Regions from separate parts of the Mus musculus genome. Here regions 1, 3, 4 and 5 are each linked to region 2. Evidence: chromatin contacts called from public HiChIP or PLAC-seq and promoter capture Hi-C data. All regions are on one chromosome and are shown on one strand. Each heading gives the region's core, a stretch centred on a gene start, on an enhancer-like site or on the middle of the called end of the contact. The rest is flanking DNA. Distances are from core to core; before and after follow the strand shown. Region 1 holds the start of Apold1 (apolipoprotein L domain containing 1). Region 2 holds the start of Borcs5 (BLOC-1 related complex subunit 5). Region 3 has its middle 20 kb from the start of Apold1. Region 4 has its middle 15 kb from the start of Ddx47. Region 5 holds the start of Gprc5a (G protein-coupled receptor, family C, group 5, member A).

What was found. Promoter capture Hi-C pulls out the DNA fragments that hold promoters and counts their contacts. HiChIP or PLAC-seq counts read pairs in DNA pulled down with a chosen protein or histone mark.
Region 1: an HNF4G HiChIP or PLAC-seq map of pancreatic cancer cells shows a contact between it and region 2. The contact joins the promoter of Apold1 here to the promoter of Borcs5 in region 2. A contact is called at or near these places in 16 of 39 promoter capture datasets (the 3T3-L1 cell line, 3T3-L1-derived adipocytes, the C10 cell line and 11 more), 5 of 484 Hi-C or Micro-C datasets (the N1E-115 cell line, embryonic stem cells, large pre-B cells and 1 more), 11 of 115 datasets of contacts at active chromatin or transcription factors (astrocytes, bone marrow-derived macrophages, embryonic forebrain and 7 more) and 3 of 9 other capture datasets (adipose tissue, liver and pancreatic islet).
Region 3: a promoter capture Hi-C map of liver shows a contact between it and region 2, with 3 times the contacts expected there. The contact joins the enhancer-like site here to the promoter of Borcs5 in region 2. A contact is called at or near these places in 9 of 39 promoter capture datasets (cranial neural crest, embryonic stem cells, frontonasal cranial neural crest and 6 more), 1 of 15 datasets of contacts at CTCF or cohesin (pro-B cells), 22 of 484 Hi-C or Micro-C datasets (B cells, the BV-2 cell line, CD4 T cells and 13 more), 9 of 115 datasets of contacts at active chromatin or transcription factors (bone marrow-derived macrophages, embryonic basal ganglia, embryonic forebrain and 5 more) and 2 of 9 other capture datasets (embryonic stem cells and pancreatic islet).
Region 4: a contact with region 2 is called in an HNF4G HiChIP or PLAC-seq map of pancreatic cancer cells. The contact joins the enhancer-like site here to the promoter of Borcs5 in region 2. A contact is called at or near these places in 7 of 39 promoter capture datasets (the 3T3-L1 cell line, 3T3-L1-derived adipocytes, the C10 cell line and 2 more), 2 of 484 Hi-C or Micro-C datasets (B cells and CD8 T cells), 2 of 115 datasets of contacts at active chromatin or transcription factors (memory CD8 T cells and pancreatic cancer cells) and 3 of 9 other capture datasets (adipose tissue, liver and macrophages).
Region 5: a promoter capture Hi-C map of the 3T3-L1 cell line shows a contact between it and region 2, with 3 times the contacts expected there. The contact joins the promoter of Gprc5a here to the promoter of Borcs5 in region 2. A contact is called at or near these places in 1 of 39 promoter capture datasets (the 3T3-L1 cell line) and 1 of 115 datasets of contacts at active chromatin or transcription factors (embryonic stem cells).

Annotation. Positions count from the first base shown.
Region 1 is chr6:134,980,702-134,983,401 of GRCm38.p6, forward strand. It overlaps Apold1 (apolipoprotein L domain containing 1), which reads left to right and starts at 1,300. Exons shown (of 2, transcript NM_001109914.1): 1 at 1,300-1,328. Gm36428 (a long non-coding RNA gene) reads right to left here. Exons shown (of 3, transcript XR_003956531.1): 1 at 2,437-2,700; 2 at 1,436-1,693; 3 at 1,197-1,354.
Region 2 is chr6:134,639,555-134,642,254 of GRCm38.p6, forward strand. It overlaps Borcs5 (BLOC-1 related complex subunit 5), which reads left to right and starts at 1,386. Exons shown (of 4, transcript NM_026371.3): 1 at 1,386-1,703. The coding sequence starts at 1,646.
Region 3 is chr6:134,960,450-134,963,149 of GRCm38.p6, forward strand. No RefSeq gene overlaps it. Among named protein-coding and RNA genes, the nearest start is that of Apold1, 20 kb to the right of the region's middle. Within about 2 kb of position 1,437, at least 39 of the 459 cell types and tissues checked have an H3K27ac peak or open chromatin away from gene starts, as enhancers often do. A contact at or near this core is called in embryonic stem cells, liver and pancreatic islet, where this site is marked.
Region 4 is chr6:135,025,049-135,027,774 of GRCm38.p6, forward strand. No RefSeq gene overlaps it. Among named protein-coding and RNA genes, the nearest start is that of Ddx47, 15 kb to the left of the region's middle. Within about 2 kb of position 1,368, at least 69 of the 459 cell types and tissues checked have an H3K27ac peak or open chromatin away from gene starts, as enhancers often do. A contact at or near this core is called in pancreatic cancer cells, where this site is marked.
Region 5 is chr6:135,064,318-135,067,017 of GRCm38.p6, forward strand. It overlaps Gprc5a (G protein-coupled receptor, family C, group 5, member A), which reads left to right and starts at 1,345. Exons shown (of 4, transcript NM_181444.5): 1 at 1,345-1,458.

The DNA.
Region 1 (2,700 bases), core at 50-2,549, 340 kb after region 2:
ACTCCATAGTGAGACCGCACTGAACAGATGCAAGAGACTCCAAATGAATAAGGGGGACTTTTGTTTCGTTTTGGGAACAGGGTCTCACGTAGCCCAGGCTGGATTCCAACTAGCTATGAATCCGAAGCTGACCTTGAATGTCTAACCCTCAAGCTTTTACTTCCTGGTGCTGGAATTACAGGGGTGGGCCACAGTGATGGGTTTCTGGGTGCCAGTGTTAGAATCCAGGGCCTCCGCGTGCTAGTCTACTGCACCTCCAGCTGGAGACATGAATCATTTAGGTGAAAACCAGTTTGGCCTTTGACGATGGTGTCAGGGGTCCTTTGGTGAGACTGGGTTTCCCAACTAAGCTTCAGCTTCTCCCCTCCCCCCACCCCCACCCTAACTGCTTCAGGGATAGCTATGGGGTGCATCGCCATCTGGTCTGGGTAAAGGCACAGAAAGAAGCTACATTCATTTCCCCGCCTGCACGCTCTGTAATAGATAACTGTTTTTCAGACCCTGCTGGGGAACCTGTAGCTAGAATCCACTCATTTAACCATGATGCAAGCTACAGTCCTCGCTTCATATGAAAACCCCGGAAGCCATCATCTCCCCGCTGCCATGGAAAGTGTATAATTAGCTCGGTGTGCAGCTTGACCCCAGTGATTTTTCTGACGCACTTGGCCCCGCAGTGTGCCCTTTTTGAGACCTCCTGTGTCTTCTCCACAGCTGGAGATGCCCTAAACTGCACGCAGCACTTCCTGTGGGCGTGGTCTTGAATTTTAGGCGCTCCTTGGTGCTGGCTGCCCTCCCTTAATGGGTCACATGCTTCAGCTACTTACATCCCCACAAAGCTCTTTGAAAAGGACCATGAGTGGCTGTATCGATCATAATTAAGTTTTCCGGTCCCTCCTATTTCTTTTTAAAAATGATTTTCTGATGGAGTCCTCTCAAAGAAACACTATAATTGGGCAGCCTGGGGCATGTGGGAAAGCCTCCCCCGATGGCGTCAGTAGCTATTCTCAGGAGAGGAAAGGCAGGGTATCCCCACTGGGAGATGACAGCACTTGTTTCAAGTTGGGGAAGAGCCTGTGGTTCTCTTCCTGCGTTTGGAGGGGAAAGCGAACACACAATATTCATTTCCTAAATACGGGACGTGCTTTGCCAGCGTCTCTTTTTCCAACATGTCATATCCTGGCCGAAGGCAGCAGGGGTCAGGGCAGGAAACAGCAGCTTCTCAGAATGAGACAAGGCTTTCCCAGAGCCGTCATTGGCTCCTGGGAGCTATAAAGTATGCTCGTCCAGAAACAGTCTCCCACTTTTCTTCCTGGAGGCCAGAGTGAAGGGTAAGTGGGGAGTCCGAGGGATGTGTCTGCAATGGGATTGGTGATATCGGGGTCAACTCTCGAGGCGTCATGTATTTGGAGTGACTTTTTCCCAACCTTCTTGTTACCTGAAAACTTCTTACTGGTCAGCTAGATCATGGAGGTCAACCAGGAGCTGTAGGACCTATGAGTCAGGAGACCAGTGTTCTTCTGGGGGCACTGAGAAACATCAGCTGTTGGTAGCCGGTCTCTAAAGGCCTTCATCTTAACCGAGGACAATGAGTTCTGGCTGTGCATGCCGATGCAAGCCTGGAATTCTAGAACTCAGGAGGTGGAGGCCGGAGAATCGGGGGTTTGAGGTCAACTTGGACTATGTAACAGCCTGTCTTTAAAAACAACAAAAACAAATGGAGAAAGATAAAAAATTAAATAACTTCTGCCCTGCTCGTTCAGGTCCGACATGCTCTTTCAGTGACTTATTTGGTGCCTTTAAGAAGTTCTGACTGGTGGAGAGTACAGTGTGTATGAAAATGGGGCTCCCTCATTACCAGGACAGATGGCCTTTTACAGATGAACCTGGTACATTCAGCTTTCTCCCTTAGTCACCTTTTATTGGCTTCAGTCCATCTGGACCCAAGGAAGCCTCCAGTGAGCTGCTAGCTAGCACCTTTTCTTTTTTACCTTGAGACAAATTCTTGTTATGTAGCCTTGGATGGCCTAGAACTCAGTATTTAGACCAGGTTGGCCTTGAACTCTCAATGATCCTGCCTCTGCCTCCCAAGTGCTAGGATTAGAGAGAGGGACAGGGACATTGAGAGAAGGAGAGAGAGAGAGAGAGAGAGAGAGAGAGAGAGAGAGAGAGAGAATATAATGATATAATGAGAATGGGGGGGGCAAGTACCTTGAGTCCCTAGGACACAAGTCTCCACATAATGAAAAGTTTTTGTTACGTTACATGCACGGTTTGCTACTTTTAAGGTGTTCTCTTCTTTTTATTGGTCCTTGTTTGTCAGGAGTTGGGGAATAGAATAGGGTGTCACACCAGACAATGGCTCTACCCCTGAGCTGCATCCTCAGCCCAAGTGTCATTTTGAAAACAGAGCAAAGTCTCTGTTTTCAGAGCATTTACCTGGAGCAGCTTTCTAATAGTCTCCACCTTCCCGTTTAAACCTTTATTTAAATCTGTGGATGGTGTCCATAGATTTTGTTCCCTGGAAGGAAAGCAGAAGACAGCATAATCTCTGTTGGAACGCACAGTTAACGGGTTCTGGGAACTTGTGTGACTTGTCCCAGGCTCCAGAGCCTTTGGAAACTTGACCCATAACCCAGTAGTAACCTACCTCCCTGTTCCCAGTCCTGAGTGGTTTATTTATTCGTGTATTCATTTCGGCAG
Region 2 (2,700 bases), core at 136-2,635:
TAGCACCATGAAAAGAGCCTATGAGAGTGAAAGTGCAGTCCAGTTGTAGCAGAAAACAGCAGTGTTTTGGAGATGCCAGTACCACTGAGAACAGCAACACTGGTGTACAGGCATCTGGAGCCTAGAAAACAAGGTGGGTGCTACAAAGGGCTGAGCTGGAGAAGTAACACAAGCCCTTGGAGGAGCCCAGAGCATCGAGAGTGGATCCCAGACATTGGATAGTCAGAGTTTGATTTTGCTTTTGATTGTGACTATGCCCTGGTATTTTTCCCTCTTGAAGTATGAAAGTATTTTAGTGGAGCCCACAGATAGGAGACTGAATTGTAAAAAGACTTTGAATTTCAAGATATTAGATATTTTAAAGGGATTGAACTTCGGTGGTAGTTGAGACTGTAGAAGGGTATAGATGTATTTATATCTCCCCCAAGGAAGGAATTTTAGCAACACAGGCATACATCATAAAGCCAAGCTGCTTGTAATATCTTGAAACAGATGAGAGAATCCCTATAAGGCATTGGGTTACTACCCATCTATATGAGATTGGCTCAGATAAGCAGTTTCCTTTTTTTGTATTAGCTGTTTATCTTCCTGGCTTCTGGTAGTTCCATAGTGATCTGTCAATAAAACAGCATATTCTAACAATTTCTTACTTATTTCTAACTCCTTAAAACACACACACACACAGTCTTGGCATTTCCTGTATGGCCTCCTACTACAAAACTCCCTGCTTTCAAAGTTTAGAAAAGAACTCTGCTTCTGTACTAGTGTGAATTGAAATTTGAGGGCTACAGACTACCTTTCTTCCTCATTGGTAAAATAGGTGTAAAAATACCGATTTTTGCCTGACATGGTGGTGGTTTACCCTGTAACCCAGCACTTCTGTTGATTGAGCCAGGATCGAGAATTCGAGGTCACCAGGGTCATACAGAGTGAACTTCTATCTCAAAAACAAAAACCCAGACCATTCTGTAAAGTCGTTTGAAGATAACCAGCATTACAGTTCTTTTTTTTTTTTTTTAAAAAGATTTATTTATTAATTGATTTTTATGTATATGAGTACACTACAGCTGTCTTCAAACGCACCAGAAGAGGGCATCAGATCCCATTACAGATGGTTGTGAGCCACCATTTGGTCGCTGGGAATTGAACTCAGGACTTTCGGAAGAGCAGTCAGTGCTCTTAACCGTTGAGCCATCTCTCCAGCCCCAGCATTATGGTTCTTAATATGTGTTGCTCAAAGGTAATTAATGTGTCTTCGGGGGTAGGAAAAGGCTTTATCTTTTGGACATCTTTGGCCTTGGGGAAGCCTAGCCCTTTAAGGCAGCGCCGCCCCAGCCTCCAGCGCGCGTCTCTTGCCCCGCCCCACCCCTCGGGTTTGGAGGCGGGACCTCCAAACCCGGAACTGAAGGCCGCGCATTGCCGGCCCGGCCAATCGGCGTCCCGGAAGGAGCGAGCTGAAGCCACCGAGCCAGTGAATGACAGCAGCGCCGCCCGCCGGTCGCGGCTGCAGCCCTGCCGGCGTCCCGAGCCTCCTGTCAACGCGAGCGGCGTGCTTTCCAGCGGCGCCTCTCCAAGTGTCTGTGGCCCAGCGGGGTCTCCCCGCTCTCCCTAGCCTCTGCCCCGGTGTCCCTCCGCTGCAGGGGCCATGGGCAGCGAGCAGAGCGCGGAGGCCGAGAGCCGCCCCGGCGATCTGAACGCCTCAGGTCGGTGCCTCACCTCCCCGCACCGGTGTTGCTGGCGAAGCCGACCGCCCCGGTGCAGGCCCTCTGTGTTCCCTAACACAAAAAAAGCGTGGCCTCCCGCCCCAGTCCTAGTCCCCTAAACCGGCTTGCCCGGCTTCACTCTAATTTCTAAAAGACGACCTACTTAGTGTTCGGTTCCTGGACTCCACACTGACGTGGAGACTTGGGTCACACTGGATCGATCATACCCGAGTCCTCCAAGATCAGGTTTTCTGAAAATCGGGGTGTCGAGGAACCTTTTCAGAAGGGTCCTGTGAGCACTGGGCGGTCACTCTCAGTGTTTGGGTGCAAATATTTCCAGGCACCGCTCTCTGGCCACTCAGGTATCGGTTTTTTGTTTTGTTTTGTTTTAATAATTTTAAAAATAAGTTGGCCAGGTGGCAGGCAGTCTCTCGTGTATCTTCTGTTCACATTTTTTAGACGTCTCTTAGCATTTGGGGTAGGATTTGGAAGGGTTTTGTCCTGTACCTGTAGTAAGTGCTCAATAAAACAGCTGGCAATTGAAAACCATTTGGTCCTTTTGTTGTTACTTAGGTAACCTCTGAGAGGGCCCTCGATAGGCTCAAGGGTTACAAGCCTAATTAGTTAAACTCTCTCATAGCCAAAGAGTCTCAGAGTGGCTCTCTACTTGGTAATCTTTGCAACTTAGAAATGTGGAAGCTAACAGATGATTCATGCTGAAGGGCGTTCCTTCAAGACCTGCAGTCAGGGGCTTGCAGCTACTAGCTTTGTTATGTTTTCATTCCTTGGAAGGCCTAGAGTATCACGTCTGTTTTTAAGAAACCCGCAAAAATGGCTCATCTCATACTTTTTTTTTTTCTGTATCAGGCCAGAAGCACACTTTAGGGGAAGTAGTGTAGCATCCTATCAGACAGTTGCTCATCCGGGAACCATAGAAATGAGCATAGGCTCATTTCTGATAGAACGTACACATCCCGTGCCAGGATAATGTTTATAG
Region 3 (2,700 bases), core at 187-2,686, 320 kb after region 2:
TTCTGGCCTACTTGGAATTTTATTTATGCCTTTGGGGCAGAGGATACACGCTTTTAAATGATGCGCGCTGCCAACACCTCTTTTCTTGTCTACCAGGAAGAATGCGAGCTTTGTAGCTTTGTACCCTCTGTGCCCTGTGCTCACTAGAGCGCCTTTGTTGAACTAAGCAGGGGCACTGGCAGAGAGGAGAACTAGAGGAGGCCAAAAGGCTCTTCCGAACACAGAGAGAGGTCGTGGTTAAAAGAGAAAGGGACTGGAAGTTTGAGAAGGGGAGAATGGTGGGGGTTGGGGGTGGGGAGCAGGGAGCGGGGAGAGGGGAGCGGGATGGATTAGCTACACAATTTTTGAAGACAAGCAAGGAAATGCAAATAACAGTCTAAAGAGCGTTCTCTCCCTTTTCACATTCTCTTTCCTTCTTTAAATGTTCAAGTTGGGTAAGGTAGCACACACCTATAACCTCAGAATTCCGGAGCCTGGGGCAGGGGGATTACCACAAGGTCAATGCCTACCTGGGAACAGCAAGGCTCCAGAGGCACATCTGATGCCTCCAAGTGGTGTGTTAGCCTGAGAAGTTCTCATTTAACTAATTGATTAGTTAAGGGATAATTGATCGATTGAGACAGAGTCTCACTGTGGAATCCAGGCTAGCCTCAAGCCAACATTTTCTGTTTTCCTTCTCCTGTCTGTTTTCCTCTTTCCTGGGATTACAGGCCAGTGCAGCCATGCCTGGCTACTTAAGAGATTTAACTATCAAAATAAAACAAATGTATCTAAGTAAAAAACGCTTTTTTTTGGGGGGGGGGTATACCTCAGTGGTAGAATGCTTATTTAGAAAACACCAGGCCCTACGTTTAATCTCCTTAGACTGACTTGGGACATTAAAAACAAAAACAAAACAAAACTGTTTTTTAGCTACAAATAGAGCAATCAGCCCAGCCTATATGGACTTCTAGGCCAGCCCCAGGAACACAGCAGGATGCTGTTCCACACAAAGCCCAAAGCACCCGACCCAAGGCCAAGTGAATGGCTCAGTGGGTAGGGCACTCAAAGCCTGAGTTCTATGCCTAGAGCCCAGGAAGTGGTTGAAGTTGTCCTCTGACCTCCACCCCTGCGCTGTGGCACACTGGTTCCCATCCACACATCCACACAACAAACCTAACAATTAAAAAGGAAAGGAAAACGAACCAAAGCTGGGGTTTAGTTTGGTGACTCGAGTACTTGAGTGAGTACTTGCCCTGGGTTTGATCCCTAGACCTTCATCAACTGTGTAGCGGCTCAAAGCTGTGATCTTAGCACTCAGGAGGTGGAGGCAGGAGGATCAGAAGTTGAAGGTCAGTGTCAGCCACAAATCAGGTTTAAGACCAGCTGTGGTATAGGAGACCTTGTTTCAAAAACCAAAACAATTTGAAACAAACCAAAGGCTGGCTGTCCTTTTAGGTAGAGAGCTGTGTTATGTTAGTATAAGCCCGGCTCTCCCTGGCTGCCTTTCCTAGCTCTGCCCTTGGGCTGTGGCTTAATTGGCAGATTTGGGGCTCTTTCCCAATAAAGCTTCAGACCACTGAGTTGGGAAACTCTTCTGCTTCTCACATTAAACTACACTTAGCAATCAAGCTCTATCAGGAATAAACAGTGATCTGGCGTCTCCTTCCATTCCGCTGTCTTGTCTGGCTTTGTTTAGAGCTCTGAGGAGGGGCGTAATTAGTTCCCTGGGCACCGTGACAACGGTCCAGCATTCGGTGCATTGGTCAGAAAATTGATAAGTAAGAAGTAAACACAATTAGGAAGAAGCAAGAGAATAAACACGGAGAGACCAAGGTTTCAGGAGAGGCCGCATTGGCCTTGCTCCCAAGCCTTGCCTTTCATGTGTGGGGATGTTTATCTCAGAGGGGAGGTTTGTATGGGCTTATCTTGGGCCAGGTAGGTTTTAATGATGGTGCAGTCAGCTTGTGACAGCTGTGGCCTGGGGAAAGACCTTGGAAAGCCCCTTGGGAGCTTGGAGGGCCTTGCCAATGTCACTGGGGCTTTGTTAAGGCCTTAGTAGGGGTCAGCAGGCTGAAGAAGCCTTAGGGTCAATGAGAATTTAGGCAAGGGGCTGAATTGTGGGGAGTGTGTCTTTTTCACGCGTTGCCTCTTTAGATATTGGGGAGAATGAAACTCTTTGTCGTTTGTTTAACTGTGAGACAGCTTGGCTCTTCATGGACCACAGAGCAATCACAAGAGACTCACTTTCAGTGAGCCAGGGCTAGGGCTAGGTAAGCAAGCATGCAGCCCTTGTTTTAGATTTTCTTTTATGTTGTCATGAGTTACCCTCAAGGGCAGAGGAGGGAAGGGTAGATGAATTAAATTTGAATCCACCAGGCTCAAGAATCACTGCCTTGGGGGCTGGGGGGATGGCTCAGCGGATAAGGGCTCTTGCTGTGCAATTGTGAAGATCAGAGTTCGAATCTCTAGCACCCACTTAAAAAGCCAAGTATGGCAGAGCACACCAATAGCCCCGCCACTGTGTTGTCAGACAGAGTCAGGAGGCTAGTTGAGGCTGGCAGGCTGCCTGCAGCAGCAGTGTGAAACAGACACCTAGGATCTCACACGGACAATCTCACACGGACAAGGAAGGGTCTTGTGGGAAAGGGCAGCTCCTCAGATGAGCTGGGCTGATGGCGGATGCTGTGTTGGACGTTTCTGAACTTTGCAGGAAGACAG
Region 4 (2,726 bases), core at 118-2,617, 390 kb after region 2:
GAATCCACCTTATCAGAAGCAGGTGACAAAGCATGAAGAAGGCATGTCCTCAAAAAAGAAATTAGAGACTAGGCTGTGGCAATTCTAATCCAGAGTTCTTGAGGTGAAACCTAGCCTTGGGGCAGATAATAAAAGGGTGTGAGTCACTCTTGGGCTGGAATGACAAGAGACTCAGCCCAAGCACTGGAGATTCAAGGGTGACCCACACCTACATTCTTTATGCCTCACCTGTCTCAAGAATGCACTAAAACTACAGCTAAAAATAACTGCAGAAACTTGAGGTCTGGGAAGTATCGCCAAACAGTCACACCTAAGTAGACAAGAGCTCTGGGCCATGATTGAAGACAAGAACATGCTCAGCTGGAGGCCACACAGTCTGTAGGACCCTCATACCTGTTGATACCGCTGGAGCTTGTCTTAGAGACTTTGTTGCTGTGAGGAGACATCATATAAAAGGAAGCATTTATTGGGGGCTTGCTTATAGTTTCGGGATTATGCCATGATCATCAAGCTAGGGAACATGGCAGTAGCTAAGTGCTTAGATCTGATCCACAAACAGGAGGCAGAACGAAGGAGATTAGGCCTGGAATGGGCGTTCGAAGCCTCCAAGTTTACCTCCAGTGACACACCTGTTGCAACAAGGACACGCCGCCTAATTCTTCCCAAACACCTCCATGCATTGGGGGCCATTCTCAAACCATGGTAGAGCTTTCGTCTGCTTACAGCCATCTGTTCATCTGATACCAGTAATCTCAGATTTTAGGAGGAAGAAGCAGGAAGATCAGGAGTTCAAGGCCAGCATCAGCTGCGTAGGTAGTTTGGAGCCAGCCTGGGCTACGTGGAAACCCCATCTTTTGGAAAACAGAGCCAGTGAGGTGGCTCAGCAGGTAAAGGCACTTGCTACTAAACCTGAGGACCTGAGATTGATCCCCCCAGGACTCATATAATGAGAGAACTGACTCACAGAACTTCCTCTTAATCTCTTAACATCCTGTGATAGTTTCCACCCTACCTCTGATAAATAGATGCAAAAAAATTTTAGGTCAAAAGACCCAAACAAAAGCACATACACAAACCAAAAAAACAAAACCAAATTTGATTCCAAATCTCAGTCCTTATATGATGTGTATGTGTGTCTTTTGTATGCATTTCACATTATACACTCAACAAGCACTTACTGAACGAAAGGAATCAGCCAGTGGTGGCAGTATTGCATTTCCTTAAATGTGCTCCACATAACAAATGAGTGTTATGCCTATAAGCTTTCAGATGCCAACTTAGTTTCCAATGGGCAACCATTAAGAGAGGATAACAGAACATCTTCGTTTTCACCGGTAGATGGCAGAAGGGGGAAATGCTCGCCCTCACTTCCTCTGTGGGAAAAAATAGTTACTAGTGAGCAGTGACTGGGGTGCAGTGCAGAATCAAAGGGCACACAGTGTACTCTTGTGTGGCCTGCAGTGACTAAGGGGTAGCAATCAGGGCAGGTATGAGAAGTACCTATAGGTATCTGAAGGGTGATAGTCTTTAACAGGACTGCCAGGCCAGGCCTGGGGTGTTTCCTCACAGGTAGAGAGCTTGCCTTTTGTGTGCAGGGATCTCTGGGTTACCCAGACTCTAGGACTGGGAGAACTAAATGCTGTATAAAATGCAGCCTTGCTCTGTTCCCTGGTCCCTATCTGTGCTAGCTTTCCATTTGTGCTAAAGTCTCCCCTGCCTATCTAGGTATTGATAGGTCACCAACTCCTGGTTCTCCCCCTCCAGTCTGGAGCCTGGGAATACAGGCATTTCCTTCCCAATGCACAGTGTGTATGAGAGTAAGTTGTTCAGGGTCTTGAATCCTCTTTCACGATATATCCCTCTGTTTTGCTGTACCCTCATCCAGGCCAGTCCATAGCTTTCACTTGTCCATGTTATCTCATGGCTTGGTGCCAGGGAGCTAGTGAGTCACTTATTCTTTTTGTCTTTGGCCCAAAGTGATGGGGACTTGTCCTCCATCCAAAAGAATGATAGCAGCAGTCAGGCATGATGGTCAGCAATATTGGGCTGTGGGCCTGAGGGCATAGCTCAATGGCAAAGGCTGTGTTTACATGCACGTGGCTCTGGGTTTGATTCCTGGCATTAAAAAGAAAATGAGAGGCTGGACAGACGTCTCAGCTGCTGAAGTGCTTGCTGTACAAGTAGGAGGGCCTGAGTTCAGATCCCCGGAACTCATGAACAGTTGGTGTGGTGGCCTGTGCCTGTGATCACAGCACTTGGGAAGGGAGGCTGGACATCTGGGACTCTCTAGCCAGTCAGTGTAGTCAATTGGTGAACTCTAGGTTCAATGAGAAACTCTGTCTCAAAAACAAAAAAATATGGTTGTGGGCTTGTGGGGTGATTTAGTGGGTAAAGGAGCTTTCTGCCAAGCCTAACTATCTGAGCTTGGTCCTTGAGACCCATATGATAGGAAGAGCAATCAAGGAAGACACTGGATGTTGACCTCTGGCCTACACACACACACACACACACACACACACACACACACACACACACACACACGAGTGAGCCTTCCCATGTTCAAAACACATACCCTTATACCCACACACACCATACCACCCCAGAGATAGAGATGAGAGAGAGAGAGAGAGAGAGAGAGAGAGAGAGAGAGAGAGTGTGTTACAGAACAGAGACAAAGTGTTTTATATATATCTTTATAAATTTATAAAAAGTATATATATACAGAT
Region 5 (2,700 bases), core at 95-2,594, 420 kb after region 2:
TTTCTCTGTGCATCCCTGATTGTTCTGGAACTCACTGTGTAGAGCAGACTGGCCTCCAATTCACTGAGATCTGCTTGCCTCTCCCTTAGGAGTGCTGGGATTAAAGTTGTGAGCCCCTACCATCTGGCAAGATTGTTTGTTACATTTTAAAAAGCATTTAAGGGTGTGGAGAAAAGTGGGTCTCAGCCCCTTGTAGGGGTTAAACATCTTTTTCACAGGGGTCACCTAAGCCCAGTAAAAAGCACAGATATGTATATTAAGATTCATAACAGAAGCAAAATTACAGTTATGAGGTAATAACAAAGATAATTTTATGGCTGGGGGTCGCCATACATGAAAAATTGTATTAAAACTGAACTAAAGCACTTAGAAGGCCTGCTCCAGGCCTTCCCTACTACCTAAAAAGCTTAGTTCCCCCGCTGCCCACCAACGCAACCAACGGGGTAAACCTGGTCCAGTGCGTTGACATTCCAGGACTTTTTGACTACGGAGCAGGCAGGTTTCAGCCGGACTGGCCTGATAATGGATGCGCTGCGGGCCCCTACCTAAGCAGGAGGAATCAGACACCAAAGGCAAATTCCTTCATTTCAAAATTTTATCTGGCGTCTCTGTTCCTATCAACTGCTTTGTCAAACTTTTGGAGAGGTGGTTAAAAGAAAGGCGATATGATCTCTCAGTCAGGCCATGCTAACTTGGCTATGCGACAGTTCCAAGAAGGGCCTTGCTGAAGCGTCTCAACTTTTCCTTGGTCTTTACTCTTTAGCCGCGACTGGGGGACCCACAGGAGAGTGAGTGGCTGTCTCTTCCCATTTAAACTTGGCTTCTCCCTGCTCACCGGAGGAAGGAGTGGGTGATGGAGAGACAGGTGCCGCCAAGGGGAAATAAAGACCAACTTCTCCCACAGAAAGTAACAAAGGAGCTGCCTGGAGCTGCTGGCTTAAGTCTTTGCCCTTGGGGCCCTATAGTGCCCTCAGGGAGGATGGGTGTGGTTCCCTCCAGGAGATGACAGCCAGCAGCGCTCATCCGTAGCTGGGTTCACCGTGTGGCTCTTTTCATAAGGGCGGGAGCTCTGGGACCGACCTGAACACTCGTCGAGAGCTACGCCTGGCAGTCTAGGGTGCTTCCCCCGCAACCCCGCCACCTATTTCATGAGTGACTGTGCTTCTGACGTCAGGGAGGCTTTCAGTTCATTCTCTGGCACGGTGACTTTATTTTCACAACAGCGAGAAGTGCCGCGGAACTGGATTAGGCGTGTCCTCTCCCTCCGCCCCGCCCCCGCCCCTTGTCCCTCGGTTCACCCTCTCCCTCCCTCCGGCGACAGAAGCCTTTATAACCGCTTTGCGCGGCCAAGGCGGGATCCTTGTCCCAGGACCTGCCCAGTAGCCAGGGGTTGAGCGCTCTCGCCTTTCACGCGTGAGTCGCAAGTTCTCGCTTCACCCCGAGCGCCGCGGCGCCCAGGTAAGAGGGGTTTACCCAGGAGCGCGCTCCGGGCCCCAGTTTTAAATCCGGAGAGTGGGGCGTGGGGAGCCTTGGGGAAGGAGAACTGAGACAGTACAGCCCGTGATGGACTACAGCTGGCTAGGAGAAACAGATGAAACCGAGAAAGGAATGTCCTTAACTTCTCTCACCTCTGAATGTGTTCTCTGGGCTAAAACAGAGGGGAAAGACCAATCAGCAAACAGTTAGAAACTGTAGCACAGGCCTGTAATTCTGCACCTGGGAGGTAGATGCAGAAGAATCAAGAGTTCAAGGCCAGCCTTGACTCTACTGTGAGTTCCTGGTCAGCCTGGGCTATATAAGTCTCTGTCTCCAGATACAAAACAGTAGTTTAAAATACCAATATTAAAAGAGAGGTCCGTCTTGAACTGTACTAGGCCCCTCCCACAGGTTCTATGTAGCCACTGGTGGGTGGAAGATGGGCTATGATGCTTTCAACTCCCATCTGAGTTTCAAGGGTCTGTGAATGAATAGAGGGGTAGAGGGAGAGGATGCCAGCCGCTTCCTTCCCAAAGGAGCGAAGGCCGTGGAGGTCAGGAAGTGACTCACCTCAACGCCCCCCCCCCCTTCTCATGTGCGTGTTGTTCCTCCACCCCATCCCTTACTTTTCCTGTTGCCCCAGTCTCTAAGACCCTGTCTCTCTTTAACAAGAGGGGGTGAAAAGCTTGTCTTCCCGGAGGAGAAGAGACACAGGCAGGAGGAGGCTGGCAGATCACATTGAATGGAAAGACAGGAAACAGCAGTTGTTTTTTTTTTTTGTTGTTGTTTTGTTGTTGTTGTTTTTTTTTGTTTGTTTGTTTTTTTTAGACATTCAGGCTGGCCTCGAGCTTGTAACCACCATTCTGCCTCAGTTTGCAGAGTGTTGGGATAACAGGTATCGGTCTCATGGTAGAAGGCTCCCAAATGGCAAAAGCCTGCCTGGAAGCAGGTAATTGAAGGACCATCACCGTGCCTGCCTGCCTTTTCTCCAGGCAAGTGTCTGAGGCTTTTGTTGAAGCCTGGTGAAAGGTTCTCTGGAAACAGTCTCTTCTTTGCTCTTTACTGAAGGAGAATTCTTTAGCCACTTCAGATACAATGGCCTGGGAAGGTGGAGGGGAGGGTGAGGCCAACACTTCACCCTTAGGGGTTTTTGTACTGGCCATCACTGATAGAGAGAAGGAAGGGGAGGGGAGGAAGGGTTGGGAGGTGCCTTAGGATCAAAGA